3 separate regions of the Mus musculus genome follow, and regions 2 and 3 are each linked to region 1. The links are chromatin contacts, called in public promoter capture Hi-C maps. All regions are on one chromosome and are shown on one strand. Each heading gives the region's core, a stretch centred on a gene start, on an enhancer-like site or on the middle of the called end of the contact. The rest is flanking DNA. Distances are from core to core; before and after follow the strand shown.

Region 1 (3,509 bases), core at 559-3,058:
ACTTGTGGTCTAGGGTTAAGCAGAATAAGGACATTCAATCAGCATTACTTATGGGGCTCAAAAACATCTATTGAGCGCTTTCGTTTTAATTTAAAGGTTTTTCAAGAACAGGCAAAGCTCAAAGTTCAATACTTTAACCCAACAATGAGATGTTTCAAAGAAAGGTAACATTATGGATAATGTGTAAAGGTGAAAGAAACAACAGTAATTTTATGGGAAATACAGTTTAAATGTCTGAAAAAGAAACCCCGCTGAAACAATGAATGCATTTCCGATTTTCCAAGATGCTGTGAAGCATCGAGGTAGAAACCACCTGGATGACCAAGGAGGGCATTCGAGAACCAACTCGAGAGCTTAGTCAATGGCTAGTATCTTAAAAGAACGTTTTCTACCGAAAAAAACAAACAAAACAAAACTGCAGTTCCGGAAGATGAAAAACCTTCCGCATGCAAGCCAGTTGAAATTCACAGATATAAGTGCGATCCTCCAAAGATAACACGGTCTTTCTCTCAGCAAAGTTGCAGTGAAGAGAAATAAATGAATAGGAAATGTACCGGAAGGGCACCTGAATTTGGTTGCACGATATTATTACATGCTTCGCACTGCTTTTTTTTTTTTTTTTTTTGCGGTTATTCAAAAGGAAACTAAAGGAATTTTCCAGTTGTTTCAAGCCAAAGGGTAGTGAAGAAATTTGAACTGTATGAATAAGACCCGATATTACGTAGGAACCAGAGGAAAATTAAAGGCTTTTCAAACATCAAAAGATTTGTTTTTCACTTTCACACAGAATATCGAAACGAATAGAAACTGCAAAAGAACGCCGTGCTGTTCGCCCATGTAATAAAGGACCAGGCAGGAAACAGAGCGGATTCTCTCCGTTATGTATTCCCCAATCGCACACTAGCCTCCTAGATCTCCCTCTAACCAAGGCGCTGGATAAACTCGAAAAAGTCTCTTCCTTCCCAACACTTCAGTAGGTTCCTTTCAGCCAGAAAGTCGGGGTCCCCCCCCCCTCCGATTGTCCTTGGCCAAGTCTCTGGAATTCAGGAAAATATCACCTTCTTCACACTCCTCCCTTCCCCAGGAGTTCGTCCTCTAAGGACCTGACTCCGAAGCATCTCCTTATCCATCACTTTCGCCCGATTCCCCTTACTGGGGAGTTTTTCTTTTTCTCCCCCTCATTCCGTAAGGCTTACCCTCATGCCATCCTAACCATTTTTTTTTTCTCTTACACTTCGGAAGTAGTCACCCTCCTTACCACTGAAACCATCTAAGCGTCAGCAGAGTTTTTTTTTTTTTGAAGCCCCCATCCCAGTATTTCTCTCCTCCGATGTGAAGCCCCCTCCCCCGAAGTCTAGGCTGCCGCCTAACATGTCCCTCAGCGCCCCCACGGCACTAGGTCGCCAGCCTCTGTAGGGAGCACCGACAATGCGCGGCGCCTCTGGGGGTCCCTGACAATGAAGGAGACCACCGCCAGTCCCCCCCGTAACAACGGGCAGGGGCGGCGGCCTGGCCACCGCCATCCTCTTCGTCTTCTCCCGCCAGAGAGAGAATGGGGGGCCCCTGGCTACCGCGGGGAACTCACCAGTGGGGCTCACGGCTGGGCGAAGGGAGGACAGCGCCCACGAGGGAAGACGGGGAAGGCGGGAGTCGGTTCTCCGGCACTGCCGAAGAGCGGGGCTCTGTCGCCAGGGGTAGTTTCCTTTCATTCGAGGAGAGACGGGCTCGCCGAGCGCCCTTACGTTGCCTCCCTCCGTACGCACACGACCCACAGGACGTTGAGACGTCTCGAGCGCGCCGGGCACTCTGATTGGCCACCGAGCCGGGGCGGTTGAAGCCGCCGAAGGACGGCGCACGCGCGCAGACCGGCCCCTCGAAAGGTTCGGGGTGCCCCGCCTCCTGCTCGCGCGCGGACCTTCTATTCTCCGCTCTGCCGCCCGGCTGAGGCTTGGGGGGCAGGAGTGGAGGAGACGGAGAAAGAGATTTGAAGAGAAAGCTAGGCACTGGGAGGAGAAGGCGTTGGGTTGGGGCCAGAAAGCCTGGGACCAGGTCCTGGGGAACCGGTTTTCCCGCGAAGCAAATGCACAGGCCTTAGCCCTTGCACTTGTTCGTCGAGGCCTTTTTACATCCATTATTTCATTGTACTCTCCTGGCATCCCTGTGGGGTCCTCCTTTCGCCTGATTTCACTGCCGGCAAAGAGCTCCCAGTGCAGTTTTCTTATTTGCATGGCCGTCTTTGGGCTAATCGTTTTAATCACTCAACCTTTTTTTTTTTTTTTTTTTTTTTTTTTTTGGAGGAGGAGGACGGAATGTCTTGGAAATGAGGATGAAATACCTTCCAAGTTTATTGTGAAGAAGACTAAGGATGCAACTGAAGCATGTATTACCGTAATAGCTGGCTGACTCTTTGTAAATGCTGGAGTTGCCATAATCAAAAAAGATGAGTGATTTTCTTTATATTCCACACAAATGAGCTACATACCTAAACCAGTGCGCGCTCTCTCTCTCTCTCTTTCTCTCTCTCCCTCCCTCCCTTTCTCTCTTAGCTTATTGGAGGCATACTCCTGACTGTGACTCTCAGCTCCCTCACTTCTAGCTCTGTGACCTTGATCACGTTGTATTACCTCTCGTCCCTCAGACTTATCAATTCTAAAATGGAGAACGCAATGGTCTCCCTCACAAAATGTTGTGAGAAATGAGTTAATATGTACAAATCACATTAATGTCTGGGGACATAGTATACTTTATGTGAGGGTCAACTTTTGTTATTTTCTTCTGGCCTCTGTGAGGGGAAACCATTTTTTAAAAAGAAAAAAAAATCTAACGAACCAGCGAGGCTTTAAAAAGCTGTCTGATTTAGCCATGTTTCCTGCAATGGGAGTGAATTTACACTCTGGATCCAATGTTTTTACATGTTGTTCCATCAATCTTTATGGGTTTTTTTTTCTTTTCAAGGTCAACCTTAAATTTCATTGCACAAGAAACCAGTAATCATAGTGGTGTAACATTGATTCATTCACATGGAACTCAATGAGGACCTACAAATCAATCATTTAGCTTTAAGGTATCTTTCTGTAGTGCAGGTGCTGAGTTATCTATCTGTCCTGATTTTAGCACCTAGACCTGTGCTCCCCCCCCCTTACTTCACATCTCTCCTGTGCTGTAGAAGCATCGGGCACCAGTTGCTTTGCCCTACCTTGCCTTCACTCTTAAAAGATCCACCTGCTTCCACTGCCCTTTGCCTGCGGTTACTCTTTAAGGTAGTGACTAGAGATTTGCATAGGAAGATCCACAATGAGTATTCCATTTAAACTGTATGTAAATCAGAGGCCTTCCACCACCATCTCCCAAGTTTTATAGGTTTATTGATGCCACAATCATACAGATAAATATGTAAGAGAAAATGCACTTGAACAGCATAGGTCTTTTTGACACCCTAGTCCCACATTTTTACCATTCTTTCATCCACTCTTTTATTCATGCACTTACTTGAACACAATTTAAGCCAA
Region 2 (3,509 bases), core at 364-2,863, 4.5 Mb before region 1:
ACTCAGTGCAAGATCCACTTCTTATCCTGACCTTTCTGGTAAGACACACCTGTAATTCAGATCTTTTGATGTGGGAAGACTATCTGGGTCTTGAGGCAGGAAAACACACCTTTAATCCAGATCCTGAGTACTAAAACCACTTTTAATCTGTGCTATACTTTCCAAGTCCTAGATAAGGGCTTGGAATAAGAAAGCCTTTGCTTTTTGCCTGCTTGCTCTCACCTTGCTAGCAAGTGCATTCCTTCACTGGCATTAGAGCCTACTTTTTAGGGATTCTAGCATCTACTGAAGACCAGCCTCTACATCCAGCCTCGTGGACTGAGGAACTTCTGGGTTCATAGTCAGTCATTGTCGCATTACCTGGTCCACAGTCTGTAAGTCATTCTAATAAATCTTTCCACATATCTCATATATATTTGATTTTGAATTGAATTTTTGTTATGTATCAGAAACCTTTTATTATTGCCACTTTTACTACTATGCCCACATTCAATTCTATCACCCCATATGAGGAAATATGATCCATAGTATAAAAGGCTGGTATCTAAAATCGTTTTTCTTGGGAGGCAAAGACAGGGATCTCCAGCCTGGTCTGCAGAGCAAGTTGTAGGACAGCCAGACAGGAACAGAAAAAGAAAAAAGGAAAAAGGAAAGAAAAGAAATGAAAAGAAAATCCCCTCTAGGTTAAATTGTTATTTTTCTTTCACAAGCAGATAAAAATTTAGAATGCAGAACCTGGTCTGGTAGCTCATGCCTGTAATTCCAGCACTTGGAAATCTGAGGCAGGATCAGAGCTGTGAATTCCAAGACCACTCTCAGCCTGACTGGTACTGTCTCAAAACACAAAACAAATTAAGAATGCTCACTTAAAGTTCAAGCATGCTTGGTAGCATTTTTTTTTTTTTGTTTGGTTTGGTGTTTGAGACAGACTCTAACAAAGCCAGTCTGTGCTGAAACGCGTAACTGCCCTACTTCAGCGTCCCAAATACTGGGATGAAATGTGTGGGTAAGCACTCCCAACTATCGTCAGGGATTTTTGTTTGACAGTCTTAACCCCGAGGCACCTGACTCTGGTCTCACTTGCACAGAAATCAAGTAGGTACTCAGTAATCGTTCTATATGAATGATATTTTTGTAATGTCATCAAGTTCTGTTTTCACTTAACACTTACTTAACAGATTCTTCCAATGTATTACTTATTGCTCAAGAAAATTTAGCCAGTTATTGAGTATCAACGAAACTTCTTTGTTTCTTATTTCTATAACGTTGGCATTCTACCGTTTTTTCACATTGCTTTTGGAATTAGGATTTTCATGCAAAAGTAAAAGTTTTGCGCCTTGTTTGACCTAATAGGTTGCTCAATAAATTTACTTCTCTAGTCAATAAATCCCGTCCAGTGTTTTAGCATATTTAGCGAAGCTAAAAGGCGCCTTGGAGGAGAATGGATGGGGGCAGGGCAAACGGTTAAAATCCGGCACCGGCCAGAACTTTAAGAGACACAGGAAAGAGGCGGAGTGACTAGTGAATGACAAAGGGAACAGCCAATGAAGAATCTGGGAACCACTCCCTCCCCTCCCTTCGTGCTTCAAATTCTAAGCTTAATTTCCATCCGGGTTCTTCAGCCTCGTTCCCGGGTAGTATAAAGATTGCAGTCTCCTTTGTTCGCCCTCGTTGCGCAGTCGTCCTAGCGTCATTTCTGTTCCGTTCTGAAAATCGGTAGCTGTCACTGGTGCGGCGCTGCTCGGGAGGTCCGGTCGGCGAGCTCAGAGGAGCTTGAGACCGTCGCAGTCCCCTCGGGTAGGACTTTCCTTTCCTTGGCCTGTTTTCCATACAGACTTGTTAGAGCTGGATGTCATTTGTTTCCCGGGAGATAGTGGCGGCGGGCGCCATTTTAAGACACCCAAAGGTGTCAACCTATTTAAAGCAGAAGGGGTGGAAGCAGCACATTATGGGGTCAGTTATCTGAGTGCGTCTCCCGGAGGTTTGGCTGTCCCCTGTCGCGGGAGGGCGGAGGGCGCAGCTTTGTAGGTGGGGCGGGACGTGCTGGGACCGCGGGAGTAACACCAGAATAGCGTCCGTGCTAATGATAGGCTGGTGGACTTCTGAGGCTTCCTCTGGTCCTTGGCGGCAAGGAGAGGAAGCTTTCTGAGTTTTCGCTGCAACTGTCAATGCAAAAGTTAGTTCGTCCGGAGGCTGTTGGTGGTTCTGGGTTCGTTCCAAGTGTCGCCATTTTGTCTTTAACACGCGGTTTTTAATGAGTCTTAATTAGGTGTCAGGACTGGAAAAGAGTGTTAAGAGTGTGTGATTCTGAGTTCCGTTATCTTCGGACTCTGGCACTTTTTCTTTTCGATCGGATAACTAACAATCTTTCGTTGGGCTAGATGCAGCGACTTTGTCCTAAGGTAGAGATTTGTCCCTAAACTTAACTAGGGAATCTAAATGTGGAAAGGGCTTGCTCCTTACTTGGTGTGTCTGGCTGGTGACCTTGAATGAATAGGAAGTCTTTTATACCTTTGGCTTCGGGTTGGGGGCGGTGGGGCGGATAGCAAGTAGGTTGATAGGTAACGGAATGTTTTAAAGATAAGAGATCAAGACCATAGCCAGGTGTGGTGGCCCCCTTCTGTTAATTCCTGCACTCTAAGGTTGCAATCTTATATTAAAAGTAAAATACATTTAAAAGTAGCCTTTTTAAGTGTTGAGTAGCTCTTCATTGACTAAAAGCAGGGCAGATGAAGATGGTAAATTAGGCAGGCCCTTTTAACCCTGTTAATGAAAATTGCGCTGCACTGTTAGCCAAAGTATTTCAATTGATTTTCTACCACACTTGAGGTTTATTGGTATCTTTAGTTACTAAAGAATAAAGATTTTAACAAAACATGAGCCATAATTAAGCTGTTCAATAAACTTTGGGGACTTTCTACAGAGAGATAATAATACCATTTTTCAGCAGACCCCCATCGGTTAAGAGGAAAAATGGTTGAAGCAGATCGCCCAGGAAAGCTCTTTATTGGTGGGCTTAATACAGAGACGAATGAGAAAGCCCTTGAGGCAGTGTTTGGCAAATATGGACGAATAGTGGAAGGTGAGTTATCTAAAATCGTATGATATATTAATAAAATTAAAAGACAAGCTGTGATGAATTTGAATCCACTGATCTTCCGACATGATAAATGCATTGTCCTCTAAGAAGTTCTGAGCTTGCTTCTCGCAGATGTGCGCTGATTATCTTTGTTTGAATGAAACTAAACCCCACCCCCCCAACTGTTTCAGTTCTTTTGATGAAGGACCGAGAAACGAATAAGTCAAGAGGATTCGCTTTTGTCACTTTTGAAAGCCCAGCAGATGCAAAGGATGCTGCCAGAGACATGAATGGAAAGGTATGATTGTCTGCTTAATAAAAAGGTGTTTCTTAGTGACAAAAATAACTAAAAAGTGTTATCTAAGTTTCAGTCCAGCAGAGCTCTGAAATTTTTATTTTGTGTATGCATGCATATTAAGAGACTTCTGTT
Region 3 (3,509 bases), core at 201-2,700, 3.5 Mb before region 1:
TCGCAGGAATTTCCAATGAAACAGCAACTGTCGCTAAGGTAACTGAGAGCTGGGCTCAACCTGACTGAGCGTGCAGGGTCTGGGAGCTGCATAGGCTAAGCAGTTCCGAGCTAGTGGTGGCACAGGAGGGGCGGGGGCCAGAGCCTCGAATGCAAAGGAGCTGCTCTGGGAGGCCAGCGCTAGTGCAGCCCGGCATTTGGCAGGAAGAGGAGGGGAAGATGCGGTGAAGGAGAAACGGACCGGAGCGGGAGGAGGGAGAGGAAGCCCAGGCGGGGCGGGCCGAGGGATGGAAGGAGGGACCAGAGGAGGAGCTCGGGCGGCAGCAAAGCCCGCGCGGGGCTAAGAGAACATCGGGGCGGAGTCCCAGGCGAAGGGGCCGCAGCCTCACCATGGGCCTCGAGCCCTCCTTCCTCGGCCTCCTCCCCTCCCTCCTTTCCATCTCAGCAGCGCCCTCACCCTGCCTCTGGCTGCCTCATACAAAAGCAAAATGTCCGCCATCTTCGGAGGCGATTGCTGCAGCCGTGCTAGGAACTCGGCCCTCCAGTGCCTTCTCTACACCGGCTGCTCATCTCCGGGCCCCTCTCTGCGACCCCCGACCGCCGCCACCCGCCCTGCTCCTCCTGCCCTTCGGCGCTCCTCACTGCAGCCCGTCCCGCAGGGCGACGCAGGATCGCCACGGGTGGAGGCAAAAGGGATCAGCAGCCCCAGGCTAGTGGACGCGCACGCTCTTCCCGCCCACCGCTCCCCCGCTGGCCTGTTTACCTTGATGCAGTAGGGAGGCTCATCGTAGGTGACCAGCATGTACCTGTCTCCGCGGCTGGCTGGGTCCCGGGCGCGCAGCTGCGGGGCGAGGGATGACGGGGGGGTCGCGTAGGAAACGAGGGGAAGCGATACAAACGTTACAGAAGCACCTCAGTCCAACCCACCCATCCCACAGAAGCGACCCCTTCATCTCCTTTCCCCTCCTTTTACCTTCAAGAATAACTCCACAGCGCCTTTAGCAATGTCCAAATAGGAGGTGCCCAGGTCAGTGCGCTGGTTCATGGAGGCGGACGTATCTATGAGGAACAGCAGGATGGGCATCTTCCACTACACCCCTGGTTCTGGTCCCCACTCTCCCAGTCCCTTTTCCCTCAATGCCACGTATGGCTACCCAAATCCTGAACTCTCGCAGAGCCAGGGAGCAAGAGGAAAAGTGGGAAACGGGATGGGATAGATGGGACCGCTCCTGGCCTCTTTCTGCAGCCCCAACTCCTCTCCCTCCAAGGGAACTTGAAAGTGTGAGTGTGTCGGTCTCCGGGCCGTCTCTCTTCCCCTCTTCTGCCACCACTACTGCCCGCCGCCGCTGCCGCTGCCAGGACTACTGCCTAAGCATCCGTCCACGCTCACTAGAGCGCTCGCCCCAGACTGAGAGCCCTCTCTGTTCACTGACACAACTTCTGTCTGCTCACCTACCATCAGCACCATGTGACTAGAACACACGCCATTGGCTGCCAATTATGTTTAATTTACATATTCATTAGATGACTGGGTAAAGGGAGGGACTTGGGCCAAGCTTGAGGGTTGTAGTTTGGAACCCATGCTGGAGGTAAGGGGCGGGGGAGTAAAGGACCTTCTTCAAGCTCAGATTCTCCTTTAAAGGATTTAGAAGCCTTTAGGGTAATTTGTTTGGTCGTTTGGATGGATTTTCTTTCGTGCTTCAAAGATGGTAATTCGAAAGGAAAGGAGAATTGGGCAACAGTTGCATAGAAACAGATGTTTAGGCAGGCTTCACACAAAACATAACTACAATCAATCAATCCTGCCAGTGGCTAAGACCAAAACATTTCAGTAGCAGCAAACTTCTTTCCTAGCCAGACTTGCTCAAATTCCCTTAGATTAGTCCCTCTTCCTGATCAGTGTTTACATGTCGTTTTCTTGGTTGGTTCAGCTACTTAAAAAGGAAGCTGCCGCGGAAACGTTACCCTAAGCTGTCCTTTTGTAAGGACAGGCTCTCTCAGGCTTTGAAACATTGACCAGCCTGTGATACTTAAACTCCTGTGGGGACTGTGCGGCCTTTATCCATGGCTGATATCCTGCTTCAACTCAGGTTCATTGAACGTCCACAAAAGTGCTAGGCACCTGAAGTAGGCGTTCAATCATTGAAATATGTAGGGTCGATGGTACTGAAATTTAATTTTCAGTAGAGGGAAGTTGCCAATGCTGGCTCCATGTAAGTACTTGGTAACTGGTCAACTATACTTGGCTTTCCACTGCATATGACTCAATTTTTAAACTTGTATCTCAGGCTGGTCCTGAACTCCTCAGCATATCCTACAAGCGTGTGCTATGCCAACTACTGTGACATTATTTTTAATATAGAGTATGAGGTAGTGTTGCAGCATAGGAGTACGATGTTTGCCCAGCTCCTGTGAGGCGCTGAGTTTGAGTCTCCTACAACACTGATGATGGCGATAATGATGATAATGATACAGAGTATTTCTAGCAATGTGCTGTACACAAGTTAGACTCTTGAGCTTCAATGAGTATACAATTTTAATACAATGTGAAGATCACATATATATCTGCAAATGTTTTCTATATTGTTTGTAGATATCCTGTGTATATGTTCTACATGATTGATATATATTATGTTTTCTCAGAAATAAGACCAAAAATGGTGATGCAAGTAAAAACAGCGAGGCAGCACTTGCCTGTGGTCTAGAAGTTCAGAAGATTTCATGGGCAAAGAACAAGGTGTAAAAGAGGGAATCTGGCTTAGGAGGAATGGTGTGAACAAGAGTCCGCCAGAGACCACTCTATGTGTGATGAAGACCAGCTTACTGAAATATATAGAATGACTTGGGAATTAAAGATGGAAAGACATCAAACTTCCCCATTTCTGTCTTAAATATTAGTGGTGAAGGGGCTAGGAGCATTGGTCTTTGGATAGGAGTACTCACTGCTCTTGCAGAAGACACTGAGTTTGGTTCCTAGCACTCACTTAGAAGGCGTCAAACTTCCTGGAAATCCAGGTCCAGGGGATCCAATGCCTTCTGGCCTCTGTGGGTACTATGAACATGTGCACAAACCCACAGATAGACACACAAATGCATATAATTAAAAATAAAAATAAATCATTAAATATTACTGAAGAAAGATCGTATATGCATGGACTAAATAAAAGTTTATGACCAATGGGTACCTGTGTGGTAGTTTTTTGTATTGCTTTGTAGCAAATTATCACAAATTCAGCAGCTTAGCACGTACTTAAATGTTATCTCCTGCTCTGATTAGCTGGATTCCCTGCTCCATCTCACAAAGCTGTGGTCAGGGAAATGGCTAGGCCACATTTTTCATCTGGGAGCTCAACTGGGAAAGAATCAGCTCGGTAAAGCTCAGGAAGGCTGCTGGCAGAATTTATCTCATTGTGACTGTATGTGAAAAGGCTGAGAGCCACCCACAGATCTGCTTGCTGCTAATGTCCTCTGCCACACAAGCCTCTCCATCACCTGTTCACGATGCAGCTG

The links. Promoter capture Hi-C pulls out the DNA fragments that hold promoters and counts their contacts.
Region 2: a promoter capture Hi-C map of erythroid cells shows a contact between it and region 1, with 53 times the contacts expected there. The contact joins the promoter of Rbmx here to the promoter of Phf6 in region 1. A contact is called at or near these places in 2 of 39 promoter capture datasets (erythroid cells and pre-B cells).
Region 3: a contact with region 1 is called in a promoter capture Hi-C map of pre-B cells. The contact joins the promoter of Ints6l here to the promoter of Phf6 in region 1. A contact is called at or near these places in 2 of 39 promoter capture datasets (cranial neural crest and pre-B cells).

Annotation. Positions count from the first base shown.
Region 1 is chrX:52,910,513-52,914,021 of GRCm38.p6, reverse strand. Phf6 (PHD finger protein 6) reads right to left here and starts at 1,808. Exons shown (of 11, transcript NM_027642.2): 1 at 1,586-1,808.
Region 2 is chrX:57,391,140-57,394,648 of GRCm38.p6, reverse strand. Rbmx (RNA binding motif protein, X chromosome) reads left to right here and starts at 1,613. Exons shown (of 9, transcript NM_011252.4): 1 at 1,613-1,797; 2 at 2,951-3,082; 3 at 3,271-3,377. The coding sequence starts at 2,974. Snord61 (small nucleolar RNA, C/D box 61) reads left to right here and starts at 3,140; the gene lies at 3,140-3,201.
Region 3 is chrX:56,452,780-56,456,288 of GRCm38.p6, reverse strand. It overlaps Ints6l (integrator complex subunit 6 like), which reads right to left and starts at 1,450. Exons shown (of 17, transcript NM_172779.4): 1 at 973-1,450; 2 at 763-840. The coding sequence starts at 1,083.